Linked DNA regions of Mus musculus: all the other regions are linked to region 1. A link is a contact called in public HiChIP or PLAC-seq, capture Hi-C and promoter capture Hi-C data. All regions are on one chromosome and are shown on one strand. Each heading gives the region's core, a stretch centred on a gene start, on an enhancer-like site or on the middle of the called end of the contact. The rest is flanking DNA. Distances are from core to core; before and after follow the strand shown. Region 1 holds the start of Rab44 (RAB44, member RAS oncogene family). Region 2 has its middle 23 kb from the start of Gm26885. Region 3 holds the start of Mapk13 (mitogen-activated protein kinase 13). Region 4 holds the start of Tmem217 (transmembrane protein 217).

What was found. HiChIP or PLAC-seq counts read pairs in DNA pulled down with a chosen protein or histone mark. Capture Hi-C pulls out chosen DNA fragments and counts their contacts.
Region 2: an SMC1A HiChIP or PLAC-seq map of large pre-B cells shows a contact between it and region 1, with 6 times the contacts expected there. The contact joins the enhancer-like site here to the promoter of Rab44 in region 1. A contact is called at or near these places in 3 of 39 promoter capture datasets (hippocampal neurons and liver), 1 of 15 datasets of contacts at CTCF or cohesin (large pre-B cells), 1 of 484 Hi-C or Micro-C datasets (embryonic stem cells), 1 of 115 datasets of contacts at active chromatin or transcription factors (large pre-B cells) and 2 of 9 other capture datasets (adipose tissue and embryonic stem cells).
Region 3: a contact with region 1 is called in a promoter capture Hi-C map of adipose tissue. The contact joins the promoter of Mapk13 here to the promoter of Rab44 in region 1. A contact is called at or near these places in 1 of 484 Hi-C or Micro-C datasets (nephron progenitors), 1 of 115 datasets of contacts at active chromatin or transcription factors (pancreatic cancer cells) and 1 of 9 other capture datasets (adipose tissue).
Region 4: a capture Hi-C map of macrophages shows a contact between it and region 1, with 4 times the contacts expected there. The contact joins the promoter of Tmem217 here to the promoter of Rab44 in region 1. A contact is called at or near these places in 3 of 484 Hi-C or Micro-C datasets (bone marrow-derived macrophages, cerebral cortex and nephron progenitors), 1 of 115 datasets of contacts at active chromatin or transcription factors (bone marrow-derived macrophages) and 1 of 9 other capture datasets (macrophages).

The regions. Positions count from the first base shown.
Region 1 is chr17:29,112,586-29,115,440 of GRCm38.p6, forward strand. It overlaps Rab44 (RAB44, member RAS oncogene family), which reads left to right and starts at 1,596. Exons shown (of 14, transcript NM_001364848.1): 1 at 1,596-1,650.
Region 2 is chr17:29,513,295-29,516,420 of GRCm38.p6, forward strand. No RefSeq gene overlaps it. Among named protein-coding and RNA genes, the nearest start is that of Gm26885, 23 kb to the left of the region's middle. Within about 2 kb of position 1,322, at least 61 of the 459 cell types and tissues checked have an H3K27ac peak or open chromatin away from gene starts, as enhancers often do. A contact at or near this core is called in liver, where this site is marked.
Region 3 is chr17:28,767,671-28,770,772 of GRCm38.p6, forward strand. Mapk13 (mitogen-activated protein kinase 13) reads left to right here and starts at 1,647. Exons shown (of 12, transcript NM_011950.2): 1 at 1,647-1,858; 2 at 2,341-2,470. The coding sequence starts at 1,740.
Region 4 is chr17:29,547,940-29,550,984 of GRCm38.p6, forward strand. Tmem217 (transmembrane protein 217) reads right to left here and starts at 1,654. Exons shown (of 3, transcript NM_001162901.1): 1 at 1,570-1,654. It overlaps Tbc1d22b (TBC1 domain family, member 22B), which reads left to right and starts at 1,863. Exons shown (of 13, transcript NM_198647.1): 1 at 1,863-2,055. The coding sequence starts at 2,000.

The sequences.
Region 1 (2,855 bases), core at 346-2,845:
TTTTTTTTTTTTTTTTAAATCTCTGAGAAAAAGCCTAGCCATGTAACCCAGGCTGGCTTTGAACTCAGATCCCCCTGCATAACTCAGATTCCAAGTGCAGCCCCAATCCCATCCTGTACCACAGGATGCTCATTCCCGTCCTGTTCTACAGCATCCTCCATCCGTCTTCACGCTCTGGTACCATCATGCTCCGGTACCACGCTGCTCTCATGATTGTTGGTCTGCAACCTATTAGCTTAGTCTGTTTCCTAAGAAGGAAGCTTGCTGCAAGCTCCCCTCCTGTCAAATATGCTGTCCTTGAGTGAGGACCTGAGGTGAGGGGGAGGGTCTTAGTTAGGGTTTTACTGCTGTGAACAGACACCATGACCAAGGCAAGTCTTTTTTTTTCCTATTTATTTATTTAATGTATGTGAGTACATTGTAGTTGTACATATGGTTGTGAGCCTTTATGTGGTTGTTGGGAATTAAATTTAGGATCTCTGCTTACCCCGGTCGGCCCTACTTGCTCGGTCCCTGCTTGCTCCAGCCCAAAGATTTATTTATTATTATAAATAAGTACGGGGCTGGTGAGATGGCTCAGCAGGTAAGAGCACCCGACTGCTCTTCCAAAGGTCCTTAGTTCAAATCCCAGCAACCACATGGTGGCTCACAACCATCTGTAACAAGATCTGATTCCCTCTTCTGGTGTGTCTGAAGACAGCTACAGTGTACTTACATATAATAAATAAATAAATCTTAAAAAAAAATAAGTACACCGTAGCTGTCTTCAGACACACCAAGATCAGATCTCATTACGGATGGTTGTGAGCCATTATGGATAGTTGCTGAGATTTGAACTCAGGACCTTCGGAAGAGCAGTTGTTGCTCTTACCCACTGTGCCATCTTGCCAGCCCCAGGGCTAGTCTTATAAGGACATTTAATTGGGGTTGGTTTACAGGTTCAGAGGTTCATCCCATTATTATCAAGACAGGAACAGGGCAGCATCCAGGCAGGCATGGTGCAGGAGGAGGTGAGAGTTCTACATCTTCATCTGAAAGCTGCTAGCAGTAGACTAGTTTCCAGGCAGCTAGGATGAGGGTCTTAAAGCCCATACCCACAGTGACACACCTACTCCAACAAGACCACACCCACTCTAACAAGGCCACACCCATTCCAACAAGTTCACACCTTCTAAAAGTGCCAAGCATATACAAACCATCACAGGGGTATTGTTCCCCTGTGGCATTTTCTGCACCAGTTGTAGCCACAGAGGCTTCTCTTGCTTGACCTTCCTACTGGGCTGAGGACACTCTGGCCTTGTTACTACAGGCTGAGTGTGATGCGCGCGCGCGCGCGTAAACACACACACACACACACACACACACACACACACACACAGAACCTCTGCTCACAACCTCTCCCCAGCCCTAACTTTCTGCTACAATTCCAGGACCCAGGGCATCAGGCAAGACAGAAGGTGCAGCCAGGGCCCCTTTCCAGGGGAAGTTCCCTAGATGAACGCAGGAGATGAGGCAGCCAGGGAACGGAAAGGGGCGATTGGGCAAGAGACAAGACTGTTGACAGTTGCAGAGTGTGTGGGCTCTGTGGGCTGAGCAGACAGTGACCTCCTCACAGGTCCGGGAGCACCAGCAAACGGCAGCCTCTGAGAGGTGGGATTTGGGACTCACCCCAGCAGGCAATGCTGCTGTGTGGAGGGGCTGGGGAGGGACAGTACGGGTCCCATGCAGTTTCTTTTCCTTCTTTCTTTCCTTCCTTCCTTTCTTTTTTTCCTTCTTCCTTCCTTCGAGATGGGGGTCTTTCTATGTAGCCAAGGCTGGCCTTGAACTCACAGAGATCCACCTGACTCTGCCTCCTAAATTCTGGGATTAAAGGTATATACTGCCAACCGACTTTTTTTTTTTTTTTTTTTTTTTTTGAGATGGGGTCTTGTGTAGCTCAGGTTGGTCCTAAACTCACTACACAGCGGAAGATGACCTTGAACTCTTGATCTTCCTGCCTCCATCTTCAGGGTGCTGGGGTCATACTTCAAAGCCCAACTCCTGTCTAGCTTCTGAGTCTCAGGAGTGCAAATTGAACTTCCGTACTCCTGTACTGTCTGACAGAGGCCCGAGCTGTATGTATTACTCCTGTGAGTGAGGAGTAGATTGTGGACTTGTGAGATGGGGCAGGTCTTCTTGGCTTCTTAGAGACTCTGTTTCTCTATCCGTTAGTGAGTGAAGCTGGGGTGGGGTGGGGTGGGGTGGGACAGGCTATTGGGACTAGGTGGCTCTCGGGTGTTGGCAGTGGGAGACCATTGGCTGTGGTTGGCTTTTCCCAAGGTAAGTTTCACACTGGGCTAACCCAGTTTCTCACCTCTCTGTGACAAGATGGTAGGGATGGGAGATCCTGTAGTCTCTGGCAGATGTCAGGTTGTGGTCCTACTGTGTTGTGGTCCTACTATGTCCTCCGTTCTTTCATTCTTACATTTTGTTTATTTTTCTTTAGCCCAGCCCCCCTCCTCTCCAATTCTTGATGGGAGGCCTCGGGGCCCTGTTCTATGAGCTAAAATCCATGTCTGTGCCATCGTGGCCAGCCATCTCTTGGTGGCTAGCAGCAGGGCTCATTGGCTTCCAAGTTTGCTCCAGGTGAGGGGAGAGGTGTAGGAGACACCTGGGGCTTGATTGTTTGACTGGTTGTGAGGGGCCTTTCATTGTGCAGGGTGTATAGGAGAATCCATCAGAAACACGGGCATGAGGCCGGAGGGTACCCTGCAGCTGACTACAGAAGGGTCTTTTGGAGTCACCAAGTGAAGGGTAAGGGTAATTGCCTAGGAGCTGAGTGTGTGGAGTGTGTGTGTGTGTGTGTGTGTGTGTAT
Region 2 (3,126 bases), core at 72-2,571, 400 kb after region 1:
GGGTGGTAGAAAGGGAAGAAGCAGGAGCCAGCTAGATTGGAGTCCGTGAGCCAAGAGCGACACTTGTTGGCCGAAGAGGGGGTAGCCACCTGTGACAGGCTGCGGAGATGGGGTGGGGCTGGAGAGGTCAGGAGTAGAAGTGGGAGGGCCTCCCTAACAGAAGCAGCCTTAGTGGAAGTGTGAAGGCTTCCCCAGAAGGTGATAGAGTGGAGAATATGGGAGGCACATGGGGCTGGAGAGATGGCTCAGCGGTTAAGAGCACTGACTGCTCTTTCAGAGGTCCTGAGTTCAATTCCCAGCAACCACATGGCGGCTCACAACCATCTATAACGGGATTGGAAGCCCTCTTCTCTTCTTTCTGAAGAGAGCAACAGTGTACTCACATACATAAAATAAATCTTAAAAAGAAAAGAAAATGGGAGACACACACCTTCACAGGCCAAGGCAGGTGAATGAATCTCTGTAGGTTCGAGGCCAGCCTGGTCTACAGAGAGAGTCCCAGGATAGCCAAGGCTACACAGCTCATTTTTGTATACTGAACCTTAGAGTTTCCCACACCAAGTACCTTCTAGTGTCTCTTTAAAAAGCTAAACATATCTATTTATTTTTTTCCTAAGATTTATTTATTATTATATCTAAGTACACTGTAGCTGTCTTCAGACACACCAGAAGAGGGCATCAGATCTTATTAAGGATGGTTGTGAGCCACCATGTAGTTGCTGGGATTTGAACTCATGACCTCTGGAAGAGTAGTCAGTGCTCTTACCCGCTGAGCATCTCCAGCCCCCATCTATTTATTCTTATTATTACTGTGTGTGTGTATAGGCACATGGGTGCTATGGTGTGTGTGTGTGTGTGTGTGTGTGTGTGTGTGTGTGTGTGTGTGCGTGTGTGCCTGTGTGTACATGTCAAAGGACAGCTTTAGGATGAGGTTTCCAGGGTTGAACTCAGGCTGCCTGGACCCTGCAGCAAACACTTTTAATCTGAGGAGCCATCTTTTGTGCTTTCGGGCCCAGCCATCTTTTTGCTTTTTATTTTGTTATACAGTCTCACCAAATTGCTGGAGTTCGAATTCCGGTAGGCCTGGAACTTTTTGACCCTCCTGCCTTAGGGTCGTCAGCTGGTGGAATGACCCGCTTACACCTGGCCCGGCTCAAGTTTCTCTTAATCGAGTTTATTTCTGGTTTCCAGCCTCCTCACTTCTGCTGTGACTGGGCTGAAGACACCGGGGCAGGGATTAAATCCTGTTGTAGGTTTCAATACTGTTTGTAGAATCTTGTTTTGGCCGGCAGTGCTAACTGGAAACTTGTCGCCGATTGCCACCTAGTGGTCATTTGAAGAACTGCCCCAGGTCCAAATGAATTTCTCGCAGTTTATTGGGAAAAGGAGTTAGACTGCTCGCTATTCTGAATTCGGTGAGTACACAGTAGGAGGAGTGTTCAGGGCTGGGAGGAATGTGATTCAAACGAATAGTGTTGGGGAGAATGGCTCGGTGGGTAAGAGCTGCCAAAGCATGTGACCCTGAGTTCAGATCACAGAAGCCAGTCTGGAGCATGGTGTGCACCTGGAATCCCGGTACTGAGGCCGGAGGATTTCTGAGGTTTTTAGACAGCTTAGGCAGTGTAGCCAGGCAATAGCAAACTCCAGTCTGGTGTAGGAGAGACCATCTTGAGGGGATAAAGAAGAGTGATCATGGACATCTGACATCTGCCTCTGGCCCCCATGCACAGCCCCACGGGGACGAACAGATCTCCACTCCCAGACACTTCTTTTACTTCACTTTATTTTTTGAGACACGGTCTTATAGGTCTAATGTAGACTAGGACTCTTTCTGTAGACAAGGTTATCTTCTAACGCACAGACATTGGACTTCCTCAGCCTCCCAGTGCCGAGACAGTGCCGAGACAGAACGTGAACCCCACCGTATCTGGCTTCAAACACTTTTGTTTTGTTGTTCCTACACAGCATATGGTCTCAAGCAGCCCAGGCTAGCCCGAAACATGAACATACAGATGGGGAAGAGTTTGAACTCCTGATCCCATACCTCCAATCACCAAACACAGTTTCCAGGCCCACACCACCACCATGCCAATGTTTAGAAGGCTACTTATTTGTTCATTTGTTTATGTACGTAGTTTTCTGAGACAAGGTTTAAAGGTACTAGATAGGATATAAGGTAACCCTACTATCCCACTCTCCATTGAGGCTGCTGCATATTAGGAGTTAAGAAGTGTATAGAAAGCCGGGCGTGGTGGCCCACGCCTTTAATCCCAGCACTCGGGAGGCAGAGGCAGGAGGATTTCTGAGTTCGAGGCCAGCCTGGTCTACAAAGTGAGCTCCAGGACAGCCAGGGCTATACAGAGAAACCCTGTCTCGAAAAAAACAAAAAACAAACAAACAAAAAAAAAAACCAAAACAAAACAAAAAAAACCAAGAAGTGTATAGAAGGGTTGGAGAGATGGCTCAGTGGTTAAGAGCACTAACTGGTTTTCCAGAGGTTCTGAGTTCAATTCCCAGCCGCAACATGGTGGCTCACAACCATCTGTAATGAGATCTGAGGCCTTCTTCTGGCCTGCAGGCTTACATGCAGGCAGGATGCTGTATATATAATAAATAAATAATTAAAAAAAATTTATTTAGCCGGGCAGTGGTGGCACACGCCTTTAATCCCAGCACTCGGGAGGCAGAGGCAGGCGGATTTCTGTGTTCGAGGCCAGCCTGGGCTACGGAGTGAGTTCCAGGACAGCCAGGACTACACAGAGAAACCCTGTCTCAAAAAAAAATTATTTATTTATTATATGTAAGTACACTGTAGCTGTCCTCAGATATTCCAGAAGAGGGCATCAGATTTCATTACGGATGGTTGTGAGCCACCATGTGGTTGCTGGGAATTGAACTCAGGACCTCTGGGAGAGCGGTCAGTACTCTCAACCACTGAGCCATCTTGCCAGCCCTAAATAAATAAATCTTTAAAAAAATAAAATAAAATATATGGGGCTGGAGAGATGGCTCAGTGGTTGAGAATACTGACCGCTCTTCCAGAGGTCCTGAGTTCAATTCCCAGCAACCACATGGTGGCTCACAGCTATCTGGAATGGGATCTGATGTGATGCCCTCTTCTGGTAT
Region 3 (3,102 bases), core at 397-2,896, 340 kb before region 1:
TGGAAAAAAAAAAAAAAAAAAAAAAAAAAAAAAAAAAAAAAAAAAAAACCATCACCAGCCAGGCTTGGTGGCACACACCTTTAATCCCAGCACTCGAGAAGCAGAGGCAGGTGGATTTCTGAGTTCGAGGCCAGCCTGGTCTACAAAGTGAGTTCCAGGACAGCCAGGGCTACACAGAGAAACCCTGCTCGAGAAAACAACAACAACAACAATAAAAACATCACCACCGGGCTGGAGAGATGGCTCAGCGGTTAAGAGAACTATCTGCTCTTCCAGAAGCCCTGAGTTCAATTCCCAGCAACCACTGTAATGGGATCCAATGCCCTCTTCTGGTGTGTCTGAAGACAGCTACAGTGTACTCATATACATAAAATAAATTAATCTTAAAAAGCTAAAAACAAAACAAAACCATCACCACCAGTATCAAACAAACTCCGGTGGATGTTTAAATCTTTGTGAACTCTGGGGACTGTAGAATTAGCAGCCGTCGACTCTGGGTGTAAGACAGCAAATCTCTCATGAGAAGAAGGATTGGATGCCTGGAGTTTGTTTCAGAAAAATGGGGAAGAGGAATAGAGTCTGAGCCCTGGTCAGTCGCTGAGCCTTAGGATCTGAGAGTCCTGCTTACTGAAAAGACAAGAGTCCTGGGGTCACAGGAGCTCATGTAGAACCCCATGAATTGTAGGGTTCTTGTGTTGTTGTTGTTGTTTGGGGATCTCCGGAGGGTTTTCTGGGAGGAGGGGTGTTGAGACAGAGTTTCTCTGTGTAGCCTTGGCTGTCCTGGAACTCTGTAGACCAGGCTGGCCTCAAACTCAGAAATCCACCTGCCTCTGCCTTCCAAGTGCTGGGATTAAAGGCGTGTGCACCACGATGCCTATTTTTGTTTATTTATTTGCTTATTTGTTTTGTTTAACTATGTGCATGATGACCTGGGTGCTGGAAGCCAAACTCAGGTCATCCTCAAGAGCGGTGCAGTCTCTAACCTGCTGAACAACCTCTCCATCTTTCTGTGGGGTCTCACTATGTAACCTATGCTGGTCTCCAGTTTACTGCGTAGTCAAGAATGACGTTATTTCTCTATCCTTCCTTCCTCCCTCCCTTCCTCCCTTCTTCTCCCCTTCCCTCTCTTCCCACCCTCTCTATCTCTCCCTCCTTTCTTCTATCCCTCTCTTCCTTCTCTGTTCATTCTCTGTATCTCTCCTCTCTAGTCTCTCCTCTCCCTTCTTCCTCAGGGTCTCACCTAGTCTGGCATTGAACTATGTACTGAACTGGACTCAAAATCGTAGCAATTCTCCTGTCTCTGCCTCTATCTCCTGTGTTGAGTACAGACCTGAGCCACCACGCCTTACATGTGAAGGGTATATTTCTTAAACTAGCCCAACTAGCAACAAGTTGAGCGCCCCCCCCCCCGCGCCCTAACCCCATTCCCAACTCTTCCTACAGTCTCTAGGCAGCCTCGCAGGCACCCCTTTCCCGCAGGGCACCCCCCTCCTCCCTCAGCACCTGCAGCAGGTGGCTGGTGGGGCCTGGGGCGTTCGCCGGTGATGGGCGGAGTCCGGAGCGCGGGCGAGCGGTGGGCGGGCCGGGGCGGGAACGTACCTGGGCGAGGCGGCAGGTGCGCCGCCCCACGGGGGAGGAGCGGGCGCGGGGCGGGAGGGGACCGCGGCGGGACACCCGGGCCGGGAGCCCGCGGGCAGCCACCGCAACCTCCTCGCAGGACCGCCACCACGGGGTCCGGGATGAGCCTCACTCGGAAAAGGGGCTTCTACAAGCAGGACATCAACAAGACTGCCTGGGAGCTACCCAAGACCTACCTGGCGCCCGCGCACGTCGGCAGCGGGGCCTATGGAGCGGTGTGGTGAGACCCGGGGACCCCAGGAATCAGAGGAGCCACGGGCCACCCCTCGGCAGCCTCCCCGAGTGAGCCCGGTGGCAGTGGGGCCCCTGTGGGTTGAGTCGCTGGCGAATCTGGTTCTCCAAGGCTGTAACTTTTTAAAAGGGATCTCGGAGTTCGTGGGACAGATCCCTGCGGTTGCAGATGAGGCCCCAAGAGGGGAACTTGCCAAATCGCAGAGCAGGGACTCCTGGCCTGCTCTGCATCCTGTCAGCAAGAACTGCTTCTCTCCTTGCTCTGCCGCCCCTTCCTTGGCGTCGCCCCCTACTCACACACACTCTCTCTCTCTCTCTCTCTCTCTCTCTCTCTCTCTCTCTCTCTCTTTCTGCTGGTCTCCGGCCAGCCTGGGGAGCACAGAATGGGGGTGGCCTAGGACAGGGCTGGAGGGATCTCCAGTTTAGGCCCTTTGCGCCGCCCCTCCCCCTCACCTGCCTGTGACCCCGCAGCTCGGCCATCGACAAGCGGACAGGGGAGAAGGTGGCCATCAAGAAGCTGAGCCGGCCCTTCCAGTCGGAGATCTTTGCCAAGCGCGCTTACCGCGAGCTTCTGCTCTTGAAGCACATGCACCATGAGAACGTAGGCTGCCTCGGGGTGTGGATGTGCCGGGGATCGGAGGGCAGGGAGAGGGGCCCAGGAGGGGCCTGCCCAGGGTCGTGCGCGCAGGGCCAGGAGAAAGAACTTCCTCTGCTCCACCCTGGTTTCTCAGCTCTCTAAGGAGAGCCCAATGAGAAGATGCCAGGGCCTGCCCAGCTCGCTTCCCAGAAAACACACAACCTTTTCTTGATTGTGAGGAGGAAGTAGGCACAGGGGAGCTTCGCGATTGGTTCTGTGAGGACTCCAGTCCGATGAGCCTGGGCACTTGAGCTAAAGCTGCCTCCATTCTGGCCACTCTAAGTCTAACAATAAATACTGAGTATTTAATGCATGCGGGGGTGGGGGCTGGCTAACTTTTATAATCCTCTCCGTAACACATGCCAAGGCACAGAAAGGTTTCCCCGGTTCTGCAGCGGCAGAGCTGAGGTTGGAAGGGGCGGGAGGCAGAGCCTGGTGCCTGACCATTTGACCATCCTGTCTGATGGAAACAGACCCCGTGACCCAGCTCTGGGCCAGGCAGAAGGGCTAGGGTCCATTTCAAATAGAGCCTTGTACATCGTGAACCCTAATCCTTTCAGATAACCTTTCCTCAGTGGCCTCCAGCTTCGAGGTGG
Region 4 (3,045 bases), core at 404-2,903, 440 kb after region 1:
GGGAAAAATGATAAGATACAAGTCTATAAAAGAACAGTGGTTCAGTAGAAATAGCCCTTTTCATCTAACTCTTATCATGCTTATTACTTTTTACATTTACTTTATGTATGTGAGTACCCTGTTGCTGTCTTCAGACACACCAGAAGAGGGCATCAGATCCAATTACAGATGGTTGTGAGCTACCATGTGGTTGCTGGGATTTGAACTCAGGACCTCTGGAAGAGCAGTCAGTGCTCTTAACCTCTGAGCCATCTCCCCAGCCTCCTATCATGTTTACTTTTATTTGTGTGTGTGTGTGTGTATGTGGTGTGTGTGTGTATGTGGTGTGTGTGTGTATGTGGTGTGTGTGTGTATGTGTGTTAACAACATGTATGCAATGTCCACAGAAGCCAAAAAAGGGTGTCTGATCCCTTGGATCTGGAATTTCAGGCCATTATGAGCCACCTGTTGTGGGTACTTGGGAACCGAACTCAGGTCCTCTGAAAGGGCAGCACATGCTTTTAACCCCTGGGCCACCTGTTCAGGTCTACAGTCCTAGTCTTTTAACATTAGCAAGCAAAAGAAGCCTGAAAACTGGGAGTAATGTCTATGTAAAAAGAAATCACTGAGGGACATATAGAAGGTGTTTCTTTAGGTGGGAAAAGAAGGAGCCTTGAGAATTTGCCAGTATGTTGGGCCAGCAAGATGGCTCAATGGGTATAGGGGCTTACAGCCAGTCTTGACGACCTGAGTTCGGTGAGAAGAGAAAACTGAAGTTCTCCTTTGACCTCTCTCTCTCTCTCTCTCTCTCTCTCTCTCTCTCTCTCTCTCCTCTCTCTCTCTCTCTCACACACACACACACACTGAATAAATGTAATGTATTTTTCAATATTTAGAAACCCTAGGGTGTTAGTACAGAGATGGATTGAGCAGTAGCTCGCACATATCCACAGTTCCTTGTCTGAACAAACATTTCTTCGGAGTAGAAAAAGGAAGTACCCTCCATCTTCCCCCAAATGTCCCAGAACACACTCAAAAAAGAGAGGTAGTCATTAACATGACACCCAAAGGAGACAACATGCTAAAATTAGATCTCATTTTGAGTCAAAATTAGATTGAAAAATGAATCTATAGATGGAAGATTTATAGCCAGTTAATAAAGGAGTTGAGGATATTGGGGGTACATCCTTCATCTTCCTGATTGTTGCCATGGGGATGAACAACGTCCCTAGAGAAAATGCTACTTGGAGGATAAATTAGTATTTCCTAAGCATGACTTCTCAGTATCTGGATCCTCATAACCAGAAAGAGTCAGACCCGAAGAAGGGATTACATCACGAAGTTCAGTTAGCGGAAGAAAGGGGGAGTCTGATAAATCAACTGCTACTCATACAACAGTTACCCGCACTGGGGTATGGCCGGAACTGTCCTCTGCGAAACTAGGACCATAAGGGAACAAGGCGGGGGTGGGGGGGTGGGGGGGTAACCACCCTGGGTGCCATTGAGGTGAGGGACATTAAAAAATGTTCATTATTACATGAGGCCTTCCTTTAAAGACTAATGTATACAAATGTTATGGTTTCTCCTTACCCCTCTCCACCAAGACAACCCCAGAACCTCAGCCCATCAAAGGCAACAGTCCCATCTACTTCTTCCTCGCAGTACCTGGTTCTCTGCCTCCGGGGAGTAGGAACTTTCAGCCCCGCCTTCCTGCCCATCTAAGCCCCGCCTCCCCGGCCCACCTGTGTGCCCAGCCCCTGACGTTGCCGCGGGCCTTCAGCGGCCCGCAGGATCCGGGATCCTCATTGGTCCATCCGCCCACCGGCCTGCTCAGCCCACCAATGGCAACGGTGTTGGGCGGGGGGAGTGCCCACATCCAAGATGGCGCCCCCAGGAGCTGGGAGCGGGTGACCGGCGGCGGGGAAGCGGCCTGGGCTGGCCCTCAGATTGCGGGGTCCCGGGGGCCTGTCGCGGGGCCCCCCCGTGACCCACCGACCAGGCCTTCCCCCGGGCCGGAGAGATGGCCGCCGAGAACAGCAAGCAGTTCTGGAAGAGGAGCGCCAAGCTACCGGGGAGGTGAGCCCAGGACGCTGAGGGGAGTGGGGATTGGACCCAAAGCCTTCCAGATCCTGGTCCCTGAATCCCTCCGTCTTGGGGTACCCCCGAGGCCGGAGGGCTGGTGTCGGAGTAGCCCAGGCTGGAGCAGCTGTCAATCAGAGGAGCCTGGCCAGCTTGGGTGTGGGGTGCAGACTGGGGTCTGGGGGCGGGGAACCTCAGCTGGGAGGTGTCAGGGGACCAGTGTGAGGGGCAGTGGAGTTGGGCGAGTTGCCATTGTCAGCGTAGCCGTGGAGGGCCACCTGCAGACCGCTTCCGACTTTCTACAGAACTCCTTAGGGGTCTCCAACAGCATGGGTGGCTGCTTGCATGAGGGTTGGTGGCCCCATGGCCTTGGTTCCCAGCCCATCATCACATTCCTGTCTTCCCTTGGACTCCCAAAGGGGTTCTGATAGGAGAGCCTGGGCCAGGCCTGCAGGGGTATGAGCAAGACAGGGGAGGGGGAATTCTCAAGCCTGACCTTACTCTGTCTTGAGTTGGTCCTTTCTTTTGAGAAATTATTACAGGGTGGCCGCAGGGTGGAGAATAAGTTATTCCTTCTGGCATCCCGGAGAAGTGATGATTTTTCAGTGTGGATGCATTAAGTTCTTTTATTCTTGTTTTGTTGGAGAGCAGACCTTTCAAGCAACTTATTCCCTTAGTGTTTCTTTCTCTTGTTAGTGTATGTTGACACTGAGCAATTGTCTCTCAGTCAGGCTGCCTTTTGGTTTACTGGTTCCGTTTGTTTTGGGTGATGTCCTGAAAAATGAAAGCCCTATGTGTTTCACTACTGAATTTAAGATTTCTGCCAGCCACAGGCTGCTTGGTGTTAAGAGTTTGTGTCTGGTCACCGCCCTCATGAGTTCTATCCTTAGTGATTTTCCTGTTAAGTCTTTTTTTGTTCAGGTGTAGTCCTTTGACCTGTGACCTCGCACTCTTCCCTTCCTCCTTTCCCTCTCTCTCTCCCCTCTT